3 separate regions of the Drosophila melanogaster genome follow, and all the other regions are linked to region 3. Evidence: chromatin contacts called from public Hi-C data. All regions are on one chromosome and are shown on one strand. The core of a region is the stretch at or near the end of the contact, and the rest is flanking DNA. Distances in the headings are between cores, read along the strand shown.

Region 1 (4,542 bases), core at 294-2,793, 320 kb after region 3:
TTTTTTTTTGCTTTCCGATTTTATTAATAATAATTATAAGCTATAAGAGGGGCGACAGCTCAATTAGCTACAAGGGTGCGATTATTAATGGGCGATGTTATGCTATTGATAAGGCCAATTACTCATGATTGCCATATTTATTTTTAGGTTATCGCGAGCGTTCTATATATTCGCGAAATGATTAATGCCGCCGTCAATTGTGGTCAAACAGTCAAACAACGAAAATTTGCCGCAATCCGAGAAAAACCAAGCCTCTGAATGAACTCTCCCCTCAGATTTCAAGATCTCAAGAGCAACAGTTTAAGCTCGGGCTCCGGCTCAGTCCAGCATCATTAGGGAAGTGAAGCCACAATAACAATGGACTGGACTATGAGTGCCCTGATTGCTCATTTAAATTCTACGGGCTGCAAATTGAATTGAATTGGATATTCGCTGAAAAGGGATTGAAAAGGGCAGCGGCGGCGAACTAAAAATAACTGCGAAAATATGAAACGAGAAATAACATCAACAAGATGCTGATGTTGCCTGCTGCCGCTGCTGCACAAGACGAAGATGAAGCAATTTAGATACACTTGAATAGAAGCACGACAAGCAAAAAAAAAAAAAAAGTCGGGGAGTCGTGGAAGTCACTTCAAATAAACACGACTACACTGAGAGAAAGTTAGATCATATTGTCGCTATTTTGAATGAGGCAATTATTGAATGACATCGTCGAATAAAACGATTGAATTGTGTTTTATGGTTTAGTTTATTGCTACTCTGAATTCTTTTATTTGTTGATAACTGACAGTATAGTTAAGAACTGAGAAGTAATCGTGTTCTACACATTTCAATTGAAATAATGATAATTTAATTTGCCTTGATTAAAGTATTTGGGGCTATTCCCGGAAACTTGCGATTCAGTAAGTTTTTTTTTTAAATCTTATTAATAAAGTAAGTTACTTTCTATATATATAGAATTTATATAGAATTTGGGGTATGGATTGATTATGGCTTATGGATTTCCCAAGAAGTATTTATATTTGGAAACAGAAATTCTGAGTACCTTATCGATTTTTATTTGATATACAAATGCGTCATTAAAAACGTGTGTTGATTTTTCATCAAGATAATTATTCAAAAACTAGTTTAGGACTTACCAAATTCTTGACGCAGGTAGTGTAATTTTGTGCTTAATTAAGAACGAAGACTTGTTCTTCAATAATTACTATAACTATTTTGATTGCAGGTTTATGACTTCCATATTGAAAATAATCCATTAAGACTGTAAAGTGGTTTGGTGTTTTTTCTCTGCACTGATGAAGTCATGTTCGAGCTGAATGCAAAACAAATTGTGCGTTGCATGGGGTGCGGGCTAGGATGCAGCTCGATTCTGATGCTGATGATGGCGATGATGGTGATGATGCTAGCACACACAAAAAAGTGCCTTACTTTGGGCGAAGAGTTCACGAAACAAACACACGCGATGTTGCGATTGGGATTTAAGCCGAAACCGACGACCAAGGCGCTTCGGTCGTTAACGCAAAACGTCAATTTACAACTGCGAATGTGATTGTGAATGTGAATGCCCAACAGCGGCAAACAAGCTGGGCAACATTGACGCCACGGCAGCAACATGTTGCATGTTGCTACCGCTGTGAATGTTCCCGTTGCTGCCGCTTTTGTTGTTGATGTTGCTGCTGCATTGCTTGGGCTAGAGAAAAACAAAGAGTACAAGCAAATAAACTTATTATAAATATCTCCACTTAAGGAGACGCTGTGGGGGCCCCATTTATGCTGCAGACACGGCAGCAACATCGCTGCAAATGCGCACACGCAAGCTGAAATCGCTCTCGTTCAACTCACTCGGATGTACACTGGAAATATTTTGCTTCTCAAATTTGGACATTTTTAAATGTGGTTTGGTAATCCTAAAAAATAATAAATTACTGGGCAGAGATTGGTTGCAAACTTGTTTCCTTATTCCGCTTATTTCATGTTGAACGTAACTGTGGTTGTGCACATTTTTTCTTTGTGCACTGAGAGAAAAGATAGTGGAGCTGTCAAGTCGCATAAGGCAAATAGGCAACAAAAGCATTAAAAGATGACAACAACATTGCGCTTAATGGACTGCCGCATTCGCGTCTCAATTCAAAAGTGCATCTCTCTCTCTTTTGCTCTATCCCCGTCCTTGTCTCCCTTCTGTCTCTCTTTCTCACGATACGGGATTGCGACGAAGTCTTGTATCTCTGTCTAATAGCCTGTTTGCTCTTGGCCTGCGTTATAAATCCATTATAATAAAATCATTTTGTTGTTTTATTAGCTTGGCAACATGTGGCTAGCTCAATGTATCTTTCTCCATCTCTATTTCTTTCTCTCTCGCTCTCCCTGCGGTGCGGTGAGGGGCTTTGGAGTCAAGTGGCTTGGCAACATGTTGCTCGGCTCATAAATATTGCAAGTGTTTTCAATTAGCTCACATTCTGTGACTTTCATATTAAATGAGAGCGCGCCTGCTCGCTCATGTGCACTTTAAGAAAATTGACTTAATGTACTAAGATACTATGATATTTTTATAAAATAGTATAATATATTTTAGTGTATAAATACGATTCTTGTATGAGTTGTGAACACTAATATACTTAGTGATGGTAAATCAAAAACCCATTCTTGTATGTTCCATATATTTTTTGAGTGTCCAAGTGGGTGTTTGTGCGCTGGGCTTGATTTCAAATGTATATTGCATGGCGCATGTGGTGCAATTAAAAACGAAACAAAACCCAAGAATAAACTGCAGCGCAAAAGGTCAAAGTTTTTGAGGTCAGGCAAATGGCACATGGAGTTTCCCTCATCCCAGAAGGCCTGCAATCAACGCACTTCCGCAGCTAGTTTTCCTCGGCTTTCCCCATTTGCAGCCTTCTTTCCCCAACAGCCAGCCCAAAACCGAAATGTCAATGGGCCCCATTCCGATCCTGCCCCCCCATTTGTATCCATTTGGCTGCAAATATGCTGGTGCTGGTGCTGGTGCTTGTGCCTCTGATGCGAATGTGTTTGGCTGTTTGTGAAAGCAATTTCCGCTCGTGTCCGCAATTAAAAAGCAATATCATCTGGAGTCGACGTAAACACAGAATTGAATTGAATTTTTATGATGTGTTTGCTAAATGGTTGCATAAAAGCCAAATATTCCAGACAGGCTCAGGCTCAAAGTCAGATACAAATGCAGATACAGATTGAGTTTCAGATTTCAATGAAGATACAACAGATACATTTATCGTTACACTGCTATTCTGGCTACTGTAAATGCATTCAAAAGTCACAGGCGCCCAGCAAAAATTGTATCCGATTTTGTGTTTGTCCATAAATGTATATGTAGCAGAAGAAAGCAAAAACGAAAAAATAAAAACCGATGGCAAAAGAAATTGAAATAAATGGAAATGAAATGGAAATGCATTTGCCGTGACGACGAGGGGGCGCGGGTGTGGGAAAATTTACCCCTCCTTTGGCTGCCTGCCTGGGTGGCCTGTTCCGTTTTAACTCTTTTGCTCGCTTTTGCTGTCAGGCTCTTCCCTTTTCATATTTTTTCCCTTTTTTTTCACCATTTTTGCCAACGATGTCTGCGTGTGTCCTCGACCATGTGTTTCATTAGCGTATTTATGGAATTTTTATGCGCTTTGCGACATTTAAAATGTGTGAAAAATGCATGAAGGCTCAGACTCGATGGCTAAATGTATTTGCCAAATTAAATTCCATTCCAGGAGAAAGGGCGTTAATTTGATTGCAGGATGAAGGCTTGAATTCCTATTAGACATAATTGGAGCTGATGGCAGAGTTGAGTTTTCAGGTACAGTAAATAATCCAATTATGACACTTCGTCTGCTGTATCTTTATCTTTTTTTTTTAGGTATTAGCTCATTAGCTGAAAATGAAATGTAAAATACAATTGTTGAATAACGATATACCATTATTACCCAATACCAAAGCAATTATAGTTATATTCACTGTAGAATCAACTGAACTTGGGCAAATTATGTTAACCCTTAGTCGGCAAACTTCGTCCGTATTTCCCCAACTTGAATGCAAAATCGCTTGAACAATGGATCTGTTCAACCCTGTTAACCCGCTCATTAAAATCGCCTCAAACCCTGAATGGCGACAAAATAAAAGGTCTTGTCATATTTGCATAAATGTTCACTCAATAAAATGTCATAATTAAAAAGTATTTCCTCTGTTGTTGGCCCGTTGCACTTTCTGTTGCTGCTTTTTCTGCTGCCTTCAATGACCTTAATTGCTGGTGAACGTGTGGCAGCGATTCGAATGTGCCCCATGGACGAGACACCGACTGTGGCACTGTCAAATGAATAAAATTAAGTGTAGCACAGACTCTGGACTACGGACTGCCGTGCAAGAGAGCAACATCAACTGCTGGCAGGATATGTTGTTGCACTAATTGAATGTGGCATGCTGCAGCAGCAGCAGCAGCAGCAGCAGCACTCGCAGCAGCAGTGGCACCGCACAGTTTGCATCTGTATCTGTATCTGCTGCCAGTGGCGCACAAGTAGCTTCATT
Region 2 (4,441 bases), core at 1,690-4,189, 420 kb after region 3:
ACACAAAAAAGAAGTGCTCAGTAAAATATTATTCATGTCTTTATGTAATTAAGAAATTTTTACTTAAAAGAGCAGATAGATCTTATAAGATTTCAAAATTTTCCTCCTTATGCTTGAATTTAATCATAATATCAGATTTAAAACCGATCATATTGTGTTTCTGTGTAGCGATCGGAAAACTGAGAACAGAGAATGGAGCACTGAGAACTGGGGAATCGTAGAACCGGAGAACCGGAGCTCCCAGCACGATGAGATGAAAAATTCTAGAGAGAGGCGGGCGTTTTTTGTAATAGACGATGTCTACGCTGATGACCTCAGTTAAAAATAAATAATGCCTTACATTGTTTGGAATTAGTGGCTGTTTCGTTACTCCAGTCCGTAGATGAGATCTGCATCGAGATTCGAGATTCTGGCCTTAAGTTCAGGGTGGCGCTCAGCGATCGGTGATCATGAAGATGCTCTGGTGAGGGGTTGGCGACAATAAGACAAAACATGGGGCGCCCAAACAAATCATTTTGTCAACTCAGCTTGTACCCGGCAGCTGGAGCAGAGACATAGAGACATGCATACATATTTGTGTAAATTCTTGTACGACATTTATCACACACGAAATTGATGAACCTGCCCCGCCTGATAAATGTTTGCGAGCTGCCGAACAAGGGGAAAGCGATTTTACTAAATCAGGGAAAATCTGGGCAGAGATTTGCTTCTAAGCTGCTGGATTGGGTGTAACATGGTTTTGTTTAATTAAAAATCAGAAGCGAGTTTTTTACGGAAGATGTTTTAGGATGGGAGATGTCTTGTTTATTTTGTTTATGTTTTGAATTTCATATCTAAATAAATGAAATAATATTAAAAATCCTAACTGCATGTAACTTATAAACATTGAATTATCAATTTTTTTGGGTCTTTCCCAACCAGAAGATGAAGAACGCCAGGCCAGTCGAAATATTGTTTCAGTTTTATTTACCTGAAATTTGCTATTTTATCAAGCACCCAGCACAAGTGTTTCGCTGTGAACTTATTTACATACTTATCGGTACGTATGTGGAGTATAAACAACAAAGGCAGAAACAACGAAAAACGAGTTTCTATATATAAGGTGGCTATGCTGTAAAATAATAAAGGGCGGGCCGTATCAAGAGTTGTTGTTATGGTAGACAAAACGGGTCGCCAGTTTCAGTTTCTCGGGGGTTAAAACGATCGACATACTCCGATGACGCATTTTAGAACCGGAAATGCTACGCCTGCCATTTGGCTGAGTTCTCAATAAGTATGCAAATCGGATTCGGATTGTTTGTGCACTTTTCGGTGATTATTCCCATGAATTAAAAACAAACGCTGGAGGGAAAAAGCAGCACTCGACCAGAGTGTAAACAAACTACAATACATAGCGATTATGATTTATGAATCAAAATAAAGCGCTGACAATTCAAACAGCAGCGGAAATGGTAAAGAAAGCCGATCAGAACTCGTATAAGGCCAATAAAAACGATCGCAGATAACTCGAACGCGTCGCGTAGATTATGCCAGCGACTAACTAACTGTAAACATATACTATTTAGGTTATCACTATCTTTTTCAGTTCGCAGCTGACAAGATAAAGTTGTACCACAAAGTCAAAGACTAGAAAACCGAGAAACTCAGGTAAATTTTGGGGAGTGAAAGTAAGTGGCAAACCCGGCGACAATCACAAGATGTATCTAAAACTCTGACGTTTCGTTCTAGGAAGCCCCGAAGCCACCCATAAACAAGCGACGTCTGGATTTCTCGAGATCTGCAGATCTTTATGGACCTGCAGATAAGCTGGATGGATTGTTTATCCTACCCCGAAGATAAGCGACATGGGGTCCCGAAGCTCTATTTACCTTTTTAGATGCGTTTGCGGTTGCTGCTCGCGAAGAGAGTATCTGTAGCTTTGGGTTTTCTTTATTTCTTTGATTTCACAACACCATCGGAGATTCTATAAACACCAAATAGAATTTTACTTTCGTATATTGCTTCACAGAACTTTTCTTTTCGTATAAATCAGATGTGTAATTTCTCTTTTATTTTCGTTGTTTCGTTTATTTTTTTATTTTTCTGAATCACTTGTATTTATTTCTCGTTTTCAACAACAACATTTCGTCATGTTTTTTTCTATGGGGCGTACAAAAAATGTAGTAAACGTAATCGAAAACAAAAGCACGCGTTCTCTTACTCGAAAGAGAGAAAGAGACGGGCGGTGAGGCAGAGAAAGAGACAGGGATAGAGATAGAAAGGGGGAAACAGAAACACACGCACACTACAAATAAACAAAAACGGAACCGAACCGCAAAGAAAACCGATTTTTATGCACTATTTAATTTTATATATTTTTCTGCACGCAGTTTTTATTTTTACTTTTCTGGTTTCGAAAGATGTTTATTTTTTATTATGGGAAGTGTTAAAACCGTGCGAAATTCAAGCCCAACAAACGATGCGTTTGTTTTCTTTGGCACTGCAATTTCCGCGCTACATTTTCGTATTTTCTATTTGCTTTTCGAAAAACAAGAGATTTCTTTATTGTTTAATGGAGAGTGCCTTTTTAATCGCGGTTGTGTGAGTGTGCCTCTGTTTATCGCGTTCGTTATTTGTTGTTGACTCCGAAAAATTCGTTCACACCCGCGCTCATTCATAAAACGTATCCAAAACACACGATGTCACGCACTCACAGTTTTTTAGCTTATGTTTCTGAAAATGATTATTAACACTTGATGCAGTATTTTGCAATATATTTACATCTCTTGACCCGCACGTTTTTTCGGATCCTAAATTCAATGTTCACCTTTTTCGTAAAAACCTGAGAACTGCCAATAAACAACGGTTTTTTGGATTCAGTATGTTTTTAAAAAATTTGAATAACAGAGGAGCGCTTTAAATTTGCCCGACTTTTCCCGGTCGAGGTGGAAACCCAACTGTTGTATCCAACAAACTCGTGGTTGGATCACCCTGCTTACCCGCTTTGTTTTCAATGGAAATGTTAAGATACAGCGTTTTAGCGGTTAACAGACGCTATTTCTATGGGAACTCAAAACGTTCGCTTGCTGTTCACATGGAGTTAACATGCGCGAGACCCGCGATTACCGGTTAACAGAGCGAGCTAACAGCAAGAATTATGAAGAGAGCAACATGTTGCGCTCAAACTGCGCCAACAGCTCAATTCGAGCCGATCGGAGCGATCTCAAACGACCTCAAGCATGTTGCAGTTCGAGAGGAAATCCCCTAGAATTGTTTATTGAAAGTAAAAACAGTTGGAAAAACTCCAAGCATATGGATGTATTTGTAGCTCTTACACACCCATTCGAATGTGTTTGTAAATTTACACTAACAAGCGGTGATAAAATCCCATGTTAGTCTTCTCTATGGCTTATTTAGTGTGTTTGGGTTTCTGATTTTATGACCCGGGCCTCATCTTTGTGCAGCCTCTTTCAGGCTTTATCGACTGGCATCTCCCTTAGTTCTTATCAGTGGGGCATTGTCTTATCTGCAGATTTATGGCCCAACGCTCATTTAATAGCCCGATTCCTGGAAGTCGACTTAACACTTTCGTTGTCTCAATTTGATTAGCGCCTGCATTGGCTTAACACTTTTTCACCCATAAAATTGTGTGAACCAAAACGAAAGCGAGACAAACTAACTGTATATAATGATAATGAAAAACTCACAAGTGAGCTGTGGACTATTTAATCACTTTACTTTTGTAACCTACTAAAACAAAACTAATGTTCCTAGTCAGAAGAACAAATTATATATTACTAATCATAATATAATCATGATTTAAAGCAACTTACGTTTCAAGTGCAATAAAATACTCAATAACCGGTTAGCAGAGTTCTACGATTTGTGTAAATGAATAATTATCTAATTAGATAGCTAAACTTTTAATTTAAAATCCTTCAAGTCTGTAATTTAGTTAAAAATACAGATATGACCACAGTTTGAAAACCATAAAGTTAATGGCATAATGAGCCTTTTGAATACCATTAATAATTTGTAGGAGTATAAGATAAGAGGAAAAAAATCATATAAACACCTCTAACTGGCAGTTAATTAGTTGCAGCTAATTGGTGGTGCTTAGTTAATAAATATTAAAACCGAAGACGTTTGTAAGGTCCAAGAATAAAGCACGTGAAATTATAAATCATTCTTATGGAGGAGAACGAACTCTTGTTCCGACCAAATTGTTGAATGAACCAAGACAGCTAACAACAATTCGTCAGGATTAGCCGTGTCAACTCTTTCCTGTTTTTGTGCCATCTCCTTATTTTTCCATTCTATTGGCTTTTCTCTTGCGTTTTCTCTTCTCGTTCCCTCCGCATTTCATAACGTTTTGAGGTGTGTTCGCCGGTCGGTCTCATCCTTATCGAAGGTGCGCATCAACGTCGCAGAGAGATATACCCATTTACCCATAACCATTCCC
Region 3 (4,786 bases), core at 1,596-4,095:
CAATCGTGTTTCTTACTCCCTCGCACCATCTCACACTTGCAGGGCTGCCTAAAATGGTTGAGTTAACAAATTGTTAGTAACAGTGTTCAAATTTCCATATGAAACAGACACACACTGTCTCAGTCTTTGCTGGTAAACAATCGTCGGGCGAGTCAACTGGAGTCCAAGTTTGAGACCGCTATAATATGCCAATATAGCAATATACCACCACCCCCTTGCCATTAACCCCTTCGATCCATCGACGATATGCCAACACAGGCGAGACATTAAAACAGAAATTATAATTTTTTGAAGGCCAAGCGTGTGTAGAGCCACTCCGGATCGGCTCCACTTGATTTGGATCGCCTGGCTTTACTTTGGATCGAATTAGCCGGAGCATCTGGTGCTAATGCCCTGCTAAAGGGTGGCGTTTATGTTTTTTGCACACTACTCACTAAGTGCTATTAAGATCTAATAAACTGTATTGATAACGATGATAGCTGGTTGTACAACTGGGCGTATACGTAATTTACAGAGTATTTAACTGATTATCATTTATAGCAATGAAATTAAATAATTATTTGATATGTGCTGCGGTTAAACAATGTTCTTTTTTTATGTAGTTAAATAGTTATAGTTAAATAGTTTTTAAAATGGTCTAAATCTAGTTCTATCTAGTTCTAGAGAGTTTGCCAAGCATTTAGGCAGTTCGAGACCTTTGAAACTTGAGCGTCGCTTGTAGAAAGAACCCCTTTCGTTTTCGGCACTCTGGCGCCCAGAAAAGCTCCTTTCGAGATTTGGCGCGCAGTTTGAAACCTGAGTTTAGTGCCTTGCGTGTCCAGTTTGTCAAATTTGGTTGTGATTACGAGACGGAGACCGAGACGGCGACGACAGTTAGCCATTCGCCACGCGCCAACGCAAATGAAACGCTCTATACATATTTTTGTATATTTTCTGTTTTTTTTTGCCGCTGACAATTATGATCAAGTATTAGCTGGCGATAGCTGAAACGTCTGTGTAATTTCAATGGAATGGAATGGGAAGTGGGCGGCCTATTGATACACTGCTCGAGTGATTTTAACTTTTATCTGATCATTCAAACGCATAAATTAGTCTTGAGAACTTCAATTCATTTGATACTCCAGTTAACATGCTATTTACATGCTCATTTAAATGGTAGTAGTGATTTATAAGCCCACTTCCAGATGGAACTTACCTATACCAACGTGTTACTTATCGTTCTTAAGCCAACTTAATAGCATTCTAAAATATATATGTATCTTTTGGCGGACTTATCTTCTTGTTGTTCTCGCATTCCAAAATCTCTATGTACATGCAAACTTTTATTGTCATAACTCGGGACTTTGCAGACTTTGAGGCCTATTTAATAGAGCTATAATCTTACAACAAAAAAAAACTAAAAGAGCTTTTTAAGCAATAAAAATATTCTGAAAAATTACAAATTAACAAAAAATTACCCAATGAAGCCTGCAAATTTGAAATCTTTAAGATCCTAGATATGCCAAGATGCACCCTAAAGTCCTTAACTCATCTCCTTGGCTCGTTTCTAATCCCCCCTCTCGAGGGATCGAGACGATCGCATCGGGTCGGTCTTTAAGTTTGGATGATCCATAAACTGTTGGTTTCTCCGTCCTCAGCGTCTAGACTTCATTAGCCGTGTAATGTTGCGGAATTTATGTGGCAGGCACATTAAAATAACACCGATACACACTCTCATGGACGCGAACGTGTGTACAAGTATAGAGATATCGGGCCTAGGCGAAAAATGAAATTAAAAAAAAAAAAAAAACTGGCACCGGGAGGGGCTTATTTTTCGGTGGTCGGGGATGCGGGGGACTTTGACCATAAAATACATGCTCCCAAAAAGCTCGCACACTGCAAGAGATGCGGGGCACTTCTGAGTCCCATATTCATATGCACAAATGTGCATTGCTGGCATTATCAGTAGAATGCAATTTCGGGAAATTTTCCATCGCATCACGAGACAATGAACGTAAGAGAGAAATGGAGCCTCAAAGAGGGAGGGAGAGAGAGAGCTTGAGTGAACGAGCGAGCGACAATCGCGAGATAACGGCTGCCTTATCAGCAATGCCGACCGCCCCATCACCCCACCCAAAACGCCCAACCACCACCCACCGCCGCCGTTCCCTTTCCTCCATCGTCGAGAATTTCGAGTTCAGAGCAGCGCGACCGAAATGAAAAGAAACAATTTAAATTCCAAATGTATAAAATAGGTAAACTATGGCTTTTATTTATTAATATTGACGGGGGCACAAAGGCGGTCACCTCAATAGTGAATAACATGTTTTTTATAATGAATACTTTTCAAATTGTTATTAATATGCAATGACGTCTTAAATGTTTCACTGCAGCTGAACTTTATTCTTTTCATTAAAACAGTCACCCGTTATTAAAAATAAATAGATTAAGTTTTATATTATTAAATTTGTAAGTATTGAAACAATTCCTTTTTTATTTTATACGAATTATCATTTAGTTGGGGTTAATATCCCTTAAAGAGAGAAATTTGTATGCTTTAAGATTTAAAATATCTATTGCATTTATAGCTATAGCTATAACTTCTCTTATTTCACGCAGAAAATACTCAAATAAAACATATCGATTTGGCATACCCCACTAATTTTTTGGCCCCAAGTGTGTGAGAGTGTGTGAGACGAAGCGCGCCACAAACATAAAAAAGCGGTGAAGTGAGCGGTTGTGGAACGTGAGTGGATGCTAAGAGCAAGCTCTCACATACGCGGACATAGGTCGCACACACACACGCACAGACCGCCTTTTTGCGCCGCCGAAACGAACACTTTTACGAAGGCGACGGCGAATCAGTTTCAGTTGTCAGTTCGCATCCAACTAGAAAGCAGTTAACGAGTAGTCTGTGTTTTTTCGCTTGCGGTTAAAAGCCACGAGGTCGTTCATCGTTCATCGTTTTCCTTTTCAACTTCAAGCAAAGCAAATATAAACCAATGCAAAAAACGCAGTGATCTTTTGAGGCCCAAATCGTTTGGGGCCGAACACCGTTGATTCTAAAACGCAAATGTAGAAACAAATCAAGAAAGTGGAAAATAAATATGTTTCGCTTTCAAAACATGTGAATGTGCCGAACTCAAAACTGAAACGTAGAAGGAACGCGTTCGTTTTTTACATACGACAATCGTATAAAATAAGAGAAAAGCTCCAAAACGTATTAAATAGCGATGCTTGGATGATCTTCGTAGCAGTCACGTTGTACATACAAATACATACATATGTACCTACTATATGGCACATAAAATACGTTACGCACACTAGTGGCGAATAAAAAGCGAATTGGAGTAAGCTCCGAAACGTGTTTATATTAAAATTTTTTACCCATTTGAACTTTAAACAACTTTTCGACTGCGCCGCACGGTTTTCATTGAATTCTCATACGAATTCCAATTAAGTGTTGTGTGTGCGTCCAATTGGCATGAATTGATGACGTGACGTGATCGCTCTCTTCGCTCTCTCCCTCTCTTTCTTCGGCACACACACATACACACACTACGCTCTTTAATCGCGCCGCTCTCTTCGCGCTCTTTTTATTTGTTTATTTTGATTGTTGTTATATATATATTCTAATTTACCGTTTTTACAATCGTCTTTAGCTTAAGCAAAACCGCCGCCCAGCAACAACAAGAAACCCATTTAATGAGTGTGTGTGTGTGTGAGCAGAAAATTATGCCAACAGAATTCTAAAAAATATATATGTATATATTTAAATAACCACTAAAAATCAAGAAATCCGCACAAGTTTCGCTCAAAACAACAACACAATCATATATACTACCCATAAAAAAAAAACAAACCCATAAAAAAGTGCAAAGCAACCAGGAAAATAAAGTAAAACAGTGCCAGTTAACAACAGCAAACGGCGATCAACAAATCCCACCGGCAAAATCAACAATTTTTTAAATCGCAATCAACAAGGAGCAACAAATTAGCCAGCTATTTCCCATTGCAAACATTTGGCGGGTAAATATTATTAACAATTACGAGTAGGTGTACTTGATTGAATGAAAAATGTCATGTTTTTTAAGTTCCTAAATTCGATTCGAATCTAATCGGCAATTGATTGAAATATTCTAAAAGTCAAATTTTGTTTCGTCACGCGATTAAAAAAGTAATTGAAGCAGTGCTTTCCTACACATCAATTAAAATTTAAATTAAATGGTATTTTATGTTGATTACAACAACATTTTTTTTAGTCGCCACAATAAAATATTCATTCTTCCGTGAAATATTTCCAATATAAATTGCTATTGCTATATTTATAAAAATAAGCTTTGATAAAAGTTAAGAGGTTTAATAGAAACTAGAGTTAGGTTCTTTTATTTATATTGGTGTTTAGAATTTTAGATAGGAAAGCTGGACTTTTTGTTGTGTTAAAGTAGTCACATCTATTGAATTTACGACCCAAATTTTAATACAACCGATAGGGAATGTGATTTATAACCTTATTCGAGTAATTCCTAGTTTCACTTTCAAGATCAAAACGACTAGAATCATAAAGTCGGTCACGTTCGGCGCTGCAGTGTCGCTCCAATAGATGATCTTTCAGTTCGTGTGGGTTTTGATTAGTCCGTTTTGGTGTGTTACTTGTCATGGGAGTGGGCAGGGGAGATCTTAATTAGAGCAGCGCTGATAATGGCTCTAAAAATAGAGCCCCAGCGCCACACTGATAGCAGAGCTTGAAGCGTGTGTCGTTTGCGTGGAGCTCATTTCTTTCGTTCTGTGTTTGTTTGCTCCCCCG

What was found. A called contact is a pair of places that touch in the nucleus more often than the background predicts.
Region 1: a Hi-C map of the Kc167 cell line shows a contact between it and region 3, with 1.6 times the contacts expected there. A contact is called at or near these places in 7 of 107 Hi-C or Micro-C datasets (the D17-c3 cell line, the Kc167 cell line, the ML-DmBG3-c2 cell line and 1 more) and 1 of 7 datasets of targeted methods (the Kc167 cell line).
Region 2: a Hi-C map of the Kc167 cell line shows a contact between it and region 3, with 2.5 times the contacts expected there. A contact is called at or near these places in 4 of 107 Hi-C or Micro-C datasets (the Clone 8 cell line, the Kc167 cell line and the S2 cell line).

The regions. Positions count from the first base shown.
Region 1 is chr3R:14,371,408-14,375,949 of dm6, forward strand. NK7.1 (NK7.1,) reads right to left here and starts at 1,544. Exons shown (of 4, transcript NM_142100.3): 1 at 1,140-1,544. It overlaps lncRNA:CR44943 (long non-coding RNA:CR44943), which reads right to left. Exons shown (of 1, transcript NR_125162.1): 1 at 3,992-4,542.
Region 2 is chr3R:14,478,774-14,483,214 of dm6, forward strand. It overlaps cv-c (crossveinless c), which reads right to left and starts at 2,940. Exons shown (of 16, transcript NM_001104318.2): 1 at 2,807-2,940; 2 at 1,869-2,139.
Region 3 is chr3R:14,054,100-14,058,885 of dm6, forward strand. It overlaps foxo (forkhead box, sub-group O), which reads left to right and starts at 2,846. Exons shown (of 11, transcript NM_206483.3): 1 at 2,846-3,329; 2 at 3,788-4,008.